Linked DNA regions of Zea mays: all the other regions are linked to region 1. Evidence: chromatin contacts called from public Hi-C data. All regions are on one chromosome and are shown on one strand. Each heading gives the region's core, a stretch centred on a gene start, on an enhancer-like site or on the middle of the called end of the contact. The rest is flanking DNA. Distances are from core to core; before and after follow the strand shown.

Region 1 (2,996 bases), core at 219-2,718:
GCTGCATGCGTGCCTGTGCGGCATGGTCGCCGCCCGCTGGATAGATGGGCATTTGAACCGGGTGATATGATCTAACTGCACAGGATAGGAATCGTACTGTACATGTGCGGCGGACAGGCGCGCGTGCCATGTCCAGGTCCAGCAGGGTTGTAGTTGCTTACGGTGATGTAGAGGTCGAAGCGGATGAGCGCGTAGGCGGTCCAGCAGATGCCGTTCACCAGGGAAGCCAGTGACAGGAACAGCGGCATGTACTCCACGCTCTTCGTCTGGATCACCATTTTCTGATCCACGCACGCACGCATCATACGAGGGTAACAAATTAAAAGAAGGGCATTAGGCGCGGCGTACATGTAGGAACAAAGGCATACATATACTACAGTACTTACCATGACGGAGAGCGGCGCGGCGTACATGCCGGTGCCGAAGAGGACGCAGAGGATGCCGACCACCATGGACCTGCGCTCGTGGGTGTGCGCCAGGGCGAGCACCAGCGCGGCGACGGCGCCGACGAAGGCGACCTCGGCGGCCAGCAGGAGGGACACCTTGCGGCGCGCCGCCCCCGCGGAGTAGACGAGGAAGAGCGCCACGTAGGTCAGCTGGATGAGCATGCCGGTGCCGTTGATGGTGATCACCAGCATGCTGTGCGGGTGCACCAGCGGCAGCCCGTACAACACCCACATCATGCAGTTCAGCAGCGTCGCCACGTACGGGATCGGCGAGTACTGCTCCACCGACCCCTTCTTCCAGATGCGGATGAACGTAGGCCTGCATGTTCGTACGTACGTACGTACGTTGTATAATACGTCCTTCGGTTAGTACGTACATCCTCCTTCAAACACACACACATGTTGTATGAGTATCTGTATTAATTGGCTGTTCTTACACCGGGGAGAGGAAGAGCACCAGGGCGGTCCCATTGCCTGCGAGACACCCATACCAGAAAAGAAACCCAAAAGTGAGTATATAATATATATAGCCCGTCCTTTCCTTTGTGGCAACAAATAGAAAAAAATTCACCAATTGAACTTTAATTTGGGGCAAATTAGTCCTATATATGAACAAGCAGCATATGGGAAGGAAAATGAGTAGGCCTGCCTCCACGAAATTAATCCTGACATGCACATAAATAATGCTTTGCGTTGACGAGTACCGGGACATGTTTCAAGCAAGCTTGTTGGCGAGAGAGAGAGAGAGAAAGACATACTAAGCAGGTATTGACTACTACCCACCGATGACGCCGATGGCCGTGCGGATGGTGTCCGAGGAGACCATGGTCGTCGCTAGCTAGCTGCCTTCAGCAAGGTGGTGCTCAGCTCTAGAGAGAGAGTGTGCTATTTTGCTAGCAAGCAAAAGAGTCAGCTGAGACACCTCTGTTTGGGAAACAGAGGACGGAGGGAGACCAAGCACCAACTAAAGACGAAGAAACGATTGAGCACAGTTGCGCTGAAGCTCTCTGCTCTCCGTCCCCGGCTTCTTTGTGAGTGACGAGCGAGTGAAGGACGCCAGCTTAAATAGAGGAGGATCATGAGTCACTGGCCTCGCCGTGGCCGGACCCGCGGACATCTATCGGGTCCCACCAAGCCCACCTCCACTCCACCTCCATCTCTATCTGTATCTAGCTCTCTCTCACACTAGTCACTACAGTGTCGTCTTTCTGTCTTTCTTGCGCGCTTTCTCTCTCTCATCTAAGTAATAAAGTAGTAACGGTAACAGCTTTCTAAGAAAAATAAAAAAAAATTGGCTTCTCCAAAACGTCTGTACTAGAAATGTAATTGATACTAGAAGTGTAATTGAATCGGATACGAACATATTTTTCTTTTCATATTTTCTCTTCGTTCAAATTGGATACAGATATTATCGAGTTGTGTCGGATAAGATTTGAATGAATATTGACATTTTAAATATATAAGTTTGAGTATACGGAAACAGATATAGATCGGTAGGTCACACCTTCGGCGCATAAACCTCTGATCCTTGATCGTCGATCCGGCGGTCCTGCAGGATTTCCGTTTAAACACACATGCACCGGTGGTGGGGATCTGGTGCAGATTGGATCCCCCCCCTCGTGTGTACCTGGGTATGGCTCGGTTCCAGCCAGTCGTGGAGAGCCACATGTCCCTAAACCGGCATCCGAGGTTGGTCTTGCAAAAGAGCCCTCGGAATTTATAAACATTAACCTGTATCCCACCTCTGTTGAAAAAAAAATATTACAGATAGGTCTTGTTTCTTGCAATTTTAACCCCATGCTTTAGAAAAATAGTATATGCACACCAGTTTGCTCATTTTAATTCTAAATAAATTCTGAAAATGATTTCCTCTATGAAAACAATTCCTCAAACCTTGGAAAATTCATAACTAATTCATTTTAAACACGAATTTAGTGGTTCTCGAACCCAATGACCTGTAGAATAATATTCCACTATTATTTTATTGCTTGGTGTGATGTTATTTTTTGTACATATGTATTGTTTGTATGTATTTCTGCGAATAGACGAGCAAGTGACCGAGCAACCCGAAAAGCACCACAAGTTGAGGAATCTGAGCAAGAGCTCGTTGAAGGTAAGTTGTGATCTTGATCACTTTCTTTACCTAATAATGTTCCTGATAATCACCGTGACATGTTTAGGTTAACTTGATGGCACCTAATAAGTTACCCTAGTTTTTTTTCACCCTACACTTGCAAACAAATGAATCATTAGATAGTCTTGCTATTACTCTACCTGATTTTGGGATTAATGTTTACAACTGAATTATGATCATGCTTTATCATTGTTGTTGGATTATTTATTGTTCATGATAAGATTGTGGTGTTAATTCGAACATGGAGCTTAACATGAGATAACAGTGCTACCATAAGGGTAGAATGGGATGCCCTTGGCCAGGTAATTAGAAAAGCTAGGGAGAGATTACCTTACCCAAAGGGGCAAGCGAGGAGTGTGTCACTACAGAGTATAGGGAAGTTCTCGGGTCAAACTGTTTGTAATAGCTTTTCGGAT
Region 2 (2,996 bases), core at 154-2,653, 220 kb before region 1:
AAATACGATGTTATCCCCACAAGATTCATAGTTTATATGTATAGGAACTGAGTGTATGTTTGTAATTTTATACAAAGATGTACTGAGTCGTCACTATAAATAGGTGTATAGTGCCATGCAGATTGCACGACACGTTTTGCGAAGGAAAGTACATCAATGCCTCCATTGGATTCTAAAGATGATGTCTATGAAGTTTAAGGGCACAAATGTCATTTCACATGAAGTTATGTGTTACCATGTTCCTATAAATATAAATACAGTGTCATGTAGAGTGGAGCCTTTTCGGGACGATTCACGTGCTCACACCTCACTGAAATGCTCCACCTCCAAACCTACTGAGACAAACACATCTTTGAATACCAACAAGTATCTCGAAGGTACTCACTCATATTTATCGGCAATTGCAGAGATAAACAATATAAAGATCAAAGAAAGATCAATGACTAGGTTCTATGACACCTTTATTCTTATATTTGATCTCACATGTTTTCTACATTTGTTTCACCTTGTACCCTTGGCCTCTTTTTTCTCTCTGCATGAGTGAAAAAAGAGGAAGGTTTCATCAATTTGATTGTGTTGCCCTATTTTAGTTTCTTACAGGAATCTTGACAGGAGACCAACATGTTGTTGTGCTCTTTTATCATTTACCCTACGGCAGTAAATGATCAAAACATGGATTCATTGTGTGGCATATAGTATTTCTTAGTATTGCAATAACAAGCACTTCATTTAGATCTGTAGTTGTGTTATTTGGCGCACAAGCCCAACAAGCGATACCATTATCGAAACTGTAACATCGGTATGAATTTCTCAACTCTAATATATAGTGAGTAAGGTATAGAAATTAAAATGAGTCGTGAGGGATATACCTAAGGGTGTAAATGGTATGATATTATTCGTTCGTATTTAAATTTGATCTGTTTAAGAGGGCTAAGATGTGATTCGTATCTAAGTTTGGATATTCTATATCTGATCCGTATCTGATCTTTATCTGTATCCGTATTTTTAAAGTTGGATTTTTAAAATGTCAATAATTATTTACATCTTAACTGACACAACTTGATAATATCTGTATCTAATCCTAATCCAAAATAAAATATAAAAACAAATATTAAATAAATAATATCCGTCAATTCACGTCAGCTGCCCAGCTGTGATGGGCCCAGGCGCGGCCGCCGCGTATCCGGTTCTCCAAGCAACCGAAAGAAAATAGAGAACCTATTCCTACTCGGTCGTCGGGTCCCGTCCGGAGGTGGGCCCAAGAAAGGTCCTGCGTCGGCGGCCCCACGAAGACACGACCCATCGGCACCGTCAAAATCCTCACATCCCGTTAGATCGAACGGCTCACATCTCCTGCCGTGCTCGTCGGGGCCTTTTGCTTCTTCTTTCTATAAATCAAACCAAAAGGCAACGACCCAAGTCCCAACGGAACTTAGCTGCCGAGCGCCCAAAGCCCCACCGCCGCTCCCATCAAGCGGCGCTAAAGGTTTCCTCGCCCGCAACGCGATGCCGAAGAACAAGGGAAAGGGAGGCAAGAACCGGAAGCGGGGCAAGAACGAGGCGGACGACGAGAAGCGGGAGCTGGTGTTCAAGGAGGACGGGCAGGAGTACGCGCAGGTGACGCGGATGCTGGGCAACGGCCGCTGCGAGGCGCTCTGCATCGACGGCACCAAGCGCCTCTGCCACATCCGGGGCAAGATGCACAAGAAGGTGTGGATCGCCGCCGGGGACATCGTGCTCGTCGGCCTGCGCGACTACCAGGACGACAAGGCGGACGTCATCCTCAAGTACATGAACGACGAGGCCCGCCTGCTCAAGGCCTACGGCGAGATCCCCGACAACGTCAGGCTCAACGAGGGCGTCGTTGATGAGGAGGAAGCCGGCGCGCAGGATGACTATATACAGTTCGAGGACGAGGACATCGACAAGATCTGATGATCGCCTCTTCCACACGGTCCCTTTCCATGGTAAACTAAACGTATGCAAAACAATTGTATCCTTCTGTTTTGTGGTGGCTACCATGACTGAAGAATGGTAGTCGTGGTGATGGTATAATGATTTGGGCGGAGAGTACTGTGTATAATGATTTGGGGGCACTTGTTGTGCCCAATAACCCCATATGGTGATATAGCAAGTATGGGACTGAACGAACCGTTCCTCTCCCTTTCTGTTAATATGATATATTTGGTTGGGCATGATCCAATTTTTTTTTTCTAATGCCTCTTATGTTCAGTTCATCCCTGGTGTTATTCTTTGTATTCAACTACTGGGTTCCTTGGTTGGATTCTGTCTGGGTACATGTTTGTGACCGGGTGGCACTTGTTGTGACCTCTCGCCTCTGATCAGTATGCACAGTAAAAATAATTCAGTGCAATTTGATGTCTGCATCTTTACTTTCTACTCGCAATGTCGTTGCCCCCACACTACTAAACTGTTTCTCAATACACTGCGTTCCTCTGTTTTGTTGCCGTCTGTGCTCTAAGATATATATATATTCCTACCATGTCAGCTTTACAGACCCACATATGACTTTAGATGTTCATGAGGCAATTGTGGACCCAAATTATCTTTTCTAAGGGTTTATTAACCTTCGTTAGCACAATTGAGTAGATGATTAGAGTTGAACACCATTGTGTTATTAGATGATTACTGGGTTGTATCTGGCTTGTAATGTCTTGTGACCATCCTTTTGCATTATTTCCAGTAAACTCCTGCTATAGCTAGAAAGTATCACCCATTGTGCGTGCCATTTGATAGAAAACTCTGATCGTTCATGTTGTAGGCTCTTGTATGCTATATCAATATGTTGAGTGACATGAAGTTACTATTTATTCCCTCGATATTACACGGATGGAAGTCCAATGTCAGATTAGATAGAGATTGAGTCGTTGATGTGTTTCTTTTTTAAAGAATGTTTAAGGTGGTCGTTTGTTATTTTTCGATCTGTAAGGTTGTATACAAGAAATAGCAAAAGGCCGGAACATTTTTGTTTCCAT
Region 3 (2,996 bases), core at 154-2,653, 170 kb before region 1:
AGATTGAACTGCATTGAGAATGCGGATGAATATGTGACGCTTCATACGAAACCTTCTACGGAATTGTTCTGGCGTGTAGACAGGGTTGGCTGCAAAGTAATGGCAAATGATCCTTGCCTCTCCATCACCATGGTCTCTAGGGACAAGTCGTCTTATAGAGCCATGGTTAAAGCTCTCTCCATCCATGGTTGACATCATAGCATGTACTTCTTCCTCATCATCATCGAGCAACTCATAATTCATCGTATCCTCTGCAATGAAGAACCTAATAAGAAAGAAATTGTCTTCTTCATCCATTGTTCGACGTATACTCTGCAGTGAAGTGTTTTTAAACTGGAATTATAACCTTTATTGCAGCAAGGGTGTGGACATGCAAAAAAATCACAAATCAAGACAGCTACCTGATGGATCGGTAGTGGCAGAGAGGAAGACTAGAGGAGCTCGAAAATCTGGAACTTGAAATGTGGAATTAATTTGGAATCAAGAACCTAGCGTGGATCTTGGAGGAGAGAAGCCATGGAGGGTGCCGGATCTTGGAGGAGAGAAGGCGTGGAGGGTGCAGCAAGGGTGTGCAGCGAGCTGGGCGTGGCCGGCGGCGTGGGGCTCGGACCCGTGGTGGTGGCGCGGCGACGCACGGCGTGGCGCAGACGGCGCGCGGCGGCGCGGACGCAACGTTTCTGGCTGCAGCACGGTACGAGTCTAGAGGCCGGGAGGATGGTTTACAGGTTACTGTTGCAAGAGTTTAGTGTTTAGAGGTTGGAATCTTTTTAGAGGGGCACTAAATATTCGTATAGAGGATATAATTTACAGTCTACCGTTGCAATCAGTCTAAAAGTAACTAAAATTTAGTCACTAAACTTTAGACACCCTAACCAAACGGGGCCTAAATATTAGTCACTAGAAACCAAACACCCCCTTAGCAAGCCAATTAATGTTTGTATCTAACACTCTCTCGTTCCAGTCTGCACGCCACCGTACGTGTCCCAATAATTCAGAGGACAGACAGAAAGGAAAGGAAAGGAAAAAAAAAACAACAGGTTGTACCTCGCCTTCTCTTTTTGTGAACAGAAACATGGTCCCGGATTCAGATTGATTGCGCTAGCCCAAAAAAGAATTCCAATCAGACAGATATACTTCTCTGAACCAAAAAGCTTTAGCGAATCAGGATGCCAATTCGGCTATGCTACGCTATCCTTGGCGCATGAATGTTATCTTTTGCCTGGACGGTGGTGGTGTTGCCAAATGCGATGGTAAGGCCAATCTTCCCACCACATGCATGGCTGTTACATCGTTTTCTTGATGTGGATCCAAGAGAAGCGGCACCACGTTGGGCCATGGTCAACAGCCGACCAATCCGCGCAGCACGACGTAAGCGAGCGAAAGGAAGGAGCAGTGTTCCCATGCACCGCAGCTGTATCAGACAGCGACACTGGACTAATTAAACTGTGACCAGGTGCCTCTCCTCTCTTCCGCGCGCTAAGCTCCTGCCGTCGAGGTCAATTATAATCCTGAACAAGTTGTGCAGCGGCTGAGATCAACCGATTGATTCAGCTTACTTGTTGTCAAGTAGTGTTATCATATATGGAAAACTTCCATGTACATTTGACTTGGGGTGGATTATTGTTACTCTCTCAGCCTTGACCTCCTAGGCTAAAGAAAAACAGAAATGATGATGGAGACCCATAGATGATCCACACTAGTCTCCATGGGTTGGATGAAGAGGATATGACCCAAATAAGTTTTCACTAATTACATTTATCTGTTTACTGTGCATATTATTTGTCGTGAATATGCCAACATGTAGTTGATATATGTACCTACGGTGATCAAATATGATAAGCGATCGTCAAAAGGATAACTGACTTTGTTTTGAAACTGACTAACCTTAGCATGAGTTGTTCGACGGTGCAGGTGAAGGTCAAATGAGTTTGTGCCAATAGACTTGGAGTGGTAAAGGACAGGCATCGAGGTTTGAACAGAGCAACTAAAGAAGCCCGAGGATTGACCATGATAGGTGACACCTATGAACATCAATAAGTGCAAGAGTACATGAGAAGTATATTGTGTTGATGAAGTCAAGACGACAGATGATCGGGTCAAGCGGAGTTGTTCGAGTGATTGAGGATTAGCGATGACACGACTCGAGATCATAAAGGGTGCATATCCAATATGCTACTCGTGAGGGGTTTGATAGGCTTGCCCTTAAAACCACGACACCAACCGTTTCTTGGGTTTGGGCCTCAAAACACAGCTTTATTTTTGGTGGGAACTAAAGGTGGCATATTGTATCATACGAAGTTCGTGTTGATGTGAAACAAAGTTGTAAAGAGCTTGTTGCTATAAATAAGAAGAAGATTGATCCAACGAGCCTGATCTCTCTCCAACACGTTGTTTTCTTCTATCCTTGTTGCTATAAATTTCAGATCTAGATTTGTGTGAGATATACAAATCTAGATCTGAAATTTGTAATCCAAATTCCATGTAAACTCAAGCAATGTGCCAAACTATGAGGATTGAACCAAATAAAACTTTCATATGAAATTCATGGCCCTTTGTGCTTGCTTTCGTTTTTTGTTTGATTTTTTCTCTCCCAAATCATCTAATCTTGTTTTTTTGGGTGATTTCATTATTCTGGAGATTTAAGACTAATCAGAATGCCTAAATAGATGCTAGGAATTCAGAGGAACATATCTATCGACTTGTTTGGTAAGATTTCTCATGAGCATGATTTGGTAGGATTTTGAGGAAAGTTGAGAAATCCGCAAATCAGTTTGGAACTTTTTAGATCCACTGATTTATGTTTGTAGTTTGGACATGATCTTGTGTGATAACCTTTCAAACTCCCTAAACTTTGTGCAAACTTACATCTCAGATTGAGTTCATTTGAGGTGTTTTGCACTTTTGGATAAAAAGTTTATGGGCTAAACAAGCGAAACCTGATTGTGAACCCTTCAACCGCATTTAGGCCAGGATATGTTTTGAGCCAACCCTACAAC
Region 4 (2,996 bases), core at 224-2,723, 150 kb before region 1:
TTCCTATAGATTTAAGACCGATCAGGATGGCAAAATACGTGCTGCTAGGTGAATATATCTATATCTTGTTTGGTAAGAATCCTAACAAGCATGATTTGGCTTGGTTTTGAGGAAAGTTGAAAAAAACCTAGATTCTGTTTGGAACTTTTTAGATCTCGAGAGTTCCATTTGGAGTTTGGACTTGATCTCATAGAATAACCTTCCTAAGTCCCTTCCTAACATATTTGCAAAGTTATATCTTGTTTTGAATTTATTTGAGGTATTTTACACTTTTGGAGGAGAGGTTCCAGGGGCTGAACATGTGAAACTTGGTTGGCTACCCTTTAATCCTAGCTATAATAGCTAGGTCATGGTCCCAGCTAAGCAGCCAACCCTAAAATCCAGCTTGGACGACATTGGGCCGGCCAGGAAAGGCTAAACCAAGTCAGGCCAATTCTTCACCTCCATCAAGCCGCCTTTGCGTGTGTAGTTTGTGTTTTGAGTTCTTGGTGTCCATATATCGATCATCTTAATCCGGTGTTTCTAAATTGTCCAGAAACTATTTTAAATCATGAAACCAGCAGTTGGTATATGTGATTTGTGTGTGCGCTCTTTCACCAGCTTTATTGAGGTTGAGAGCAACACTTTTAGGTTTCCAAGTGTTTCCTGCGTGTTGGCTTTTGCACTGGTTTGAATGGACATTCGGTCCAGTCACCACTCGTTTGAATTTTTTGGATTTTTCGAAGGTCGAATGCAACAACAGCTAATTTAGAAAACATTTTGATTGGCTCTCATTCAATCCTTCGGAAGATCACAGGTAGGTGACAGCAGAAAGATATTGTTGCTCCTAGCGTTTCTCTCATTGTTTGTTTCAGGCTGAGGTAGCTGCATTCTCTTGGTAACTTCATTTTTGGCGTAATTCTGCCAATTTGCAATAAAAGTACAGCAGTGAAGACGTGAACTGATTCGACTCATGCTGCCAAGGTCACATCCTCATCGAATCCAAACCAGTCTCCCAGTAAAGTAGATCATGTTCCTACATACCATGCATCTTATTCAAGAGCATGTTTGTTTCCTAAAACAAAACCGCTCTATTACTACTTCCATTGCGTAACGGAAGCTGAAGCTGTTGTTCAACCGTACAGTGTTTAATTTAATGTGATTGAATCTGCAAGGAGATGTACAATTTTGGTTCAGTTCGCTTGGCTTTTAATCCGTAATAATTTCTACTGTTTTACAGTGTTTTTTTCCAGTGGATTAAAGTTGTAGTAGTCCAAACAATTACAATTGGCTTAATTTAATCGGAAGCCAAGAGCCTGTTCAACTTTTGCTTGAGCACGGGATACCAATTATTCTTCCAAATGCTGGCAGTGGCATCAATAATAAAGCTAGTTGCTGCCAATAGCCAAGAGTGGACAAAAATTGTATGGCGAGACAAGCACGTCATCTAGGTGCAGGCCGACCCCTGATGCTGATGCAGGTCTATTGACATGACTCCTCAAATAAAGTTGAACGAACCAAACACGACACACAGCTGCTTCGCCTAAAGTTCCCCCTCTAGAGAATCTGATGCATTGGCCACATCCAAACAAATACTGCTTTCTTTCTAATTTCCTTGCTAAAAGATAAGCTTTTCTGTTTTCCCAGAACCTAACAATGTTCCTACCATTAATAATGCGGATCCAGTACTCTCTTGCACAATGATTTACACAGAGAGAAAACAAATCTATGTACGACCATTGATAACGCATTACATAATTTGTCGTCTACAATATCGTGCACAATTGAATGATTGATCAGTTGCAATTTCAGGGAAAGGAAAGGAGGGAGTGCCCATCTGGTAGACTTGTCATCCGTGATCCATAAAACAAAGGAGTACTCTTATCAAATCTAGTTTCAAAACTCGAGGTCCCTAAGGCCACTTATGTCCTGAGGGGCCATAGTAGAATAATGTAAGTCCTCTAGGTCCCTTATACTATGGAGGCACTATTTAGTGATCCAAGCTCCAGAGGCCCCTTGTCTCCTGAGGCACTCAAGAGTCTATGTCCCCTGGGCCCCTTGTGTCTCATGGCACTATGAAGAGTATAGATACTCAAGGTCAGTTTGGCTTGTAAAGCACTCATCAACACATAGACTCTAGGGCGCTCTATTGGCCCATAGAACATTAAGATACCCAGTCTCGCATTACAAGGATCGTTGGGCCCTTAACCATAGATCACCCCCAGAACAAGAGACTTATATGTGTGAGTATAATCTACCTCAATATAGAACAATATGTCTAGGGTCACCAAGGATAGTACTGCCTCATGGTCAGGACCCCACATATAAAAGCACTGATGAAAAATCTAAATCGTTAGCTTATATGGTAAGTCTTAGGTACAATTATTAAATGTATGATATGTGGCATTATAGACCTGACAAGCGTGTTGTTGCCATGACATAGGTTGTAGGGTACTCGAGACTATTGTATGGTATGTGCATTGACCTTTAGCTATGTGTGGGCACGAGTATTGTGTTATAAAGTATTATCAAATATAAAAAGCTACATTGGTAATATCATAGTGAACGACATGGCCCATGCATACAACATATCATACATGTCCCCGTGATAGATATGGCAGTTGCCTAATGAAAGGACATATTCAATAGTATACCATGACCGAAGGCATGGTCCTAGTACAACTCTAAGAATTGGGTAAGTACGGGGTAGTTGAGATTATCTAATCAAATTTGAGGTTCATGTAACCTCTCTTATCCCTTGCACTATAAAAGGGGCAGAGTAACAATTAGGGTGTTTTGGCTTTGACTCCAGTAGGATAGGACCTTTTTGGCTAGACCTAGGGATTCAAGGCCAATACCAGGTTGGACAGACCCACGCTAAACATGCATGCTCTTGTATAAGATTGCACTGGTAGTGTCGGGTACCATAATTAGGGGTACCCCAACACTCCTAAACACGGCTGGTACCACCATCGGCACAAGCTGCAGAGACTGATGGGCGCAATCCAGGTCAAGGC

The links. A called contact is a pair of places that touch in the nucleus more often than the background predicts.
Region 2: a Hi-C map of tassel shows a contact between it and region 1, with 2.4 times the contacts expected there. The contact joins the promoter of LOC107548100 here to the promoter of LOC100276360 in region 1. A contact is called at or near these places in 3 of 25 Hi-C or Micro-C datasets (bundle sheath, ear and tassel).
Region 3: a Hi-C map of leaf shows a contact between it and region 1, with 3 times the contacts expected there. The contact joins the enhancer-like site here to the promoter of LOC100276360 in region 1. A contact is called at or near these places in 3 of 25 Hi-C or Micro-C datasets (leaf and seedling).
Region 4: a Hi-C map of tassel shows a contact between it and region 1, with 2.1 times the contacts expected there. The contact joins the enhancer-like site here to the promoter of LOC100276360 in region 1. A contact is called at or near these places in 5 of 25 Hi-C or Micro-C datasets (bundle sheath, ear, endosperm and 2 more).

The regions. Positions count from the first base shown.
Region 1 is chr5:130,439,748-130,442,743 of Zm-B73-REFERENCE-NAM-5.0, reverse strand. It overlaps LOC100276360, which reads right to left and starts at 1,468. Exons shown (of 5, transcript NM_001374054.1): 1 at 1,230-1,468; 2 at 884-920; 3 at 387-765; 4 at 162-281. The coding sequence starts at 1,272.
Region 2 is chr5:130,655,377-130,658,372 of Zm-B73-REFERENCE-NAM-5.0, reverse strand. LOC107548100 (Nucleic acid-binding OB-fold-like protein) reads left to right here and starts at 1,403. Exons shown (of 1, transcript NM_001323008.1): 1 at 1,403-2,167. The coding sequence starts at 1,507. The coding sequence ends at 1,935.
Region 3 is chr5:130,610,283-130,613,278 of Zm-B73-REFERENCE-NAM-5.0, reverse strand. No RefSeq gene overlaps it. Among protein-coding and RNA genes, the nearest start is that of LOC107548100, 45 kb to the left of the region's middle. Within about 2 kb of position 1,403, at least 13 of the 20 cell types and tissues checked have an H3K27ac peak or open chromatin away from gene starts, as enhancers often do. A contact at or near this core is called in leaf and seedling, where this site is marked.
Region 4 is chr5:130,589,353-130,592,348 of Zm-B73-REFERENCE-NAM-5.0, reverse strand. No RefSeq gene overlaps it. Among protein-coding and RNA genes, the nearest start is that of LOC107548100, 66 kb to the left of the region's middle. Within about 2 kb of position 1,473, at least 14 of the 20 cell types and tissues checked have an H3K27ac peak or open chromatin away from gene starts, as enhancers often do. A contact at or near this core is called in bundle sheath, endosperm, leaf and 1 more, where this site is marked.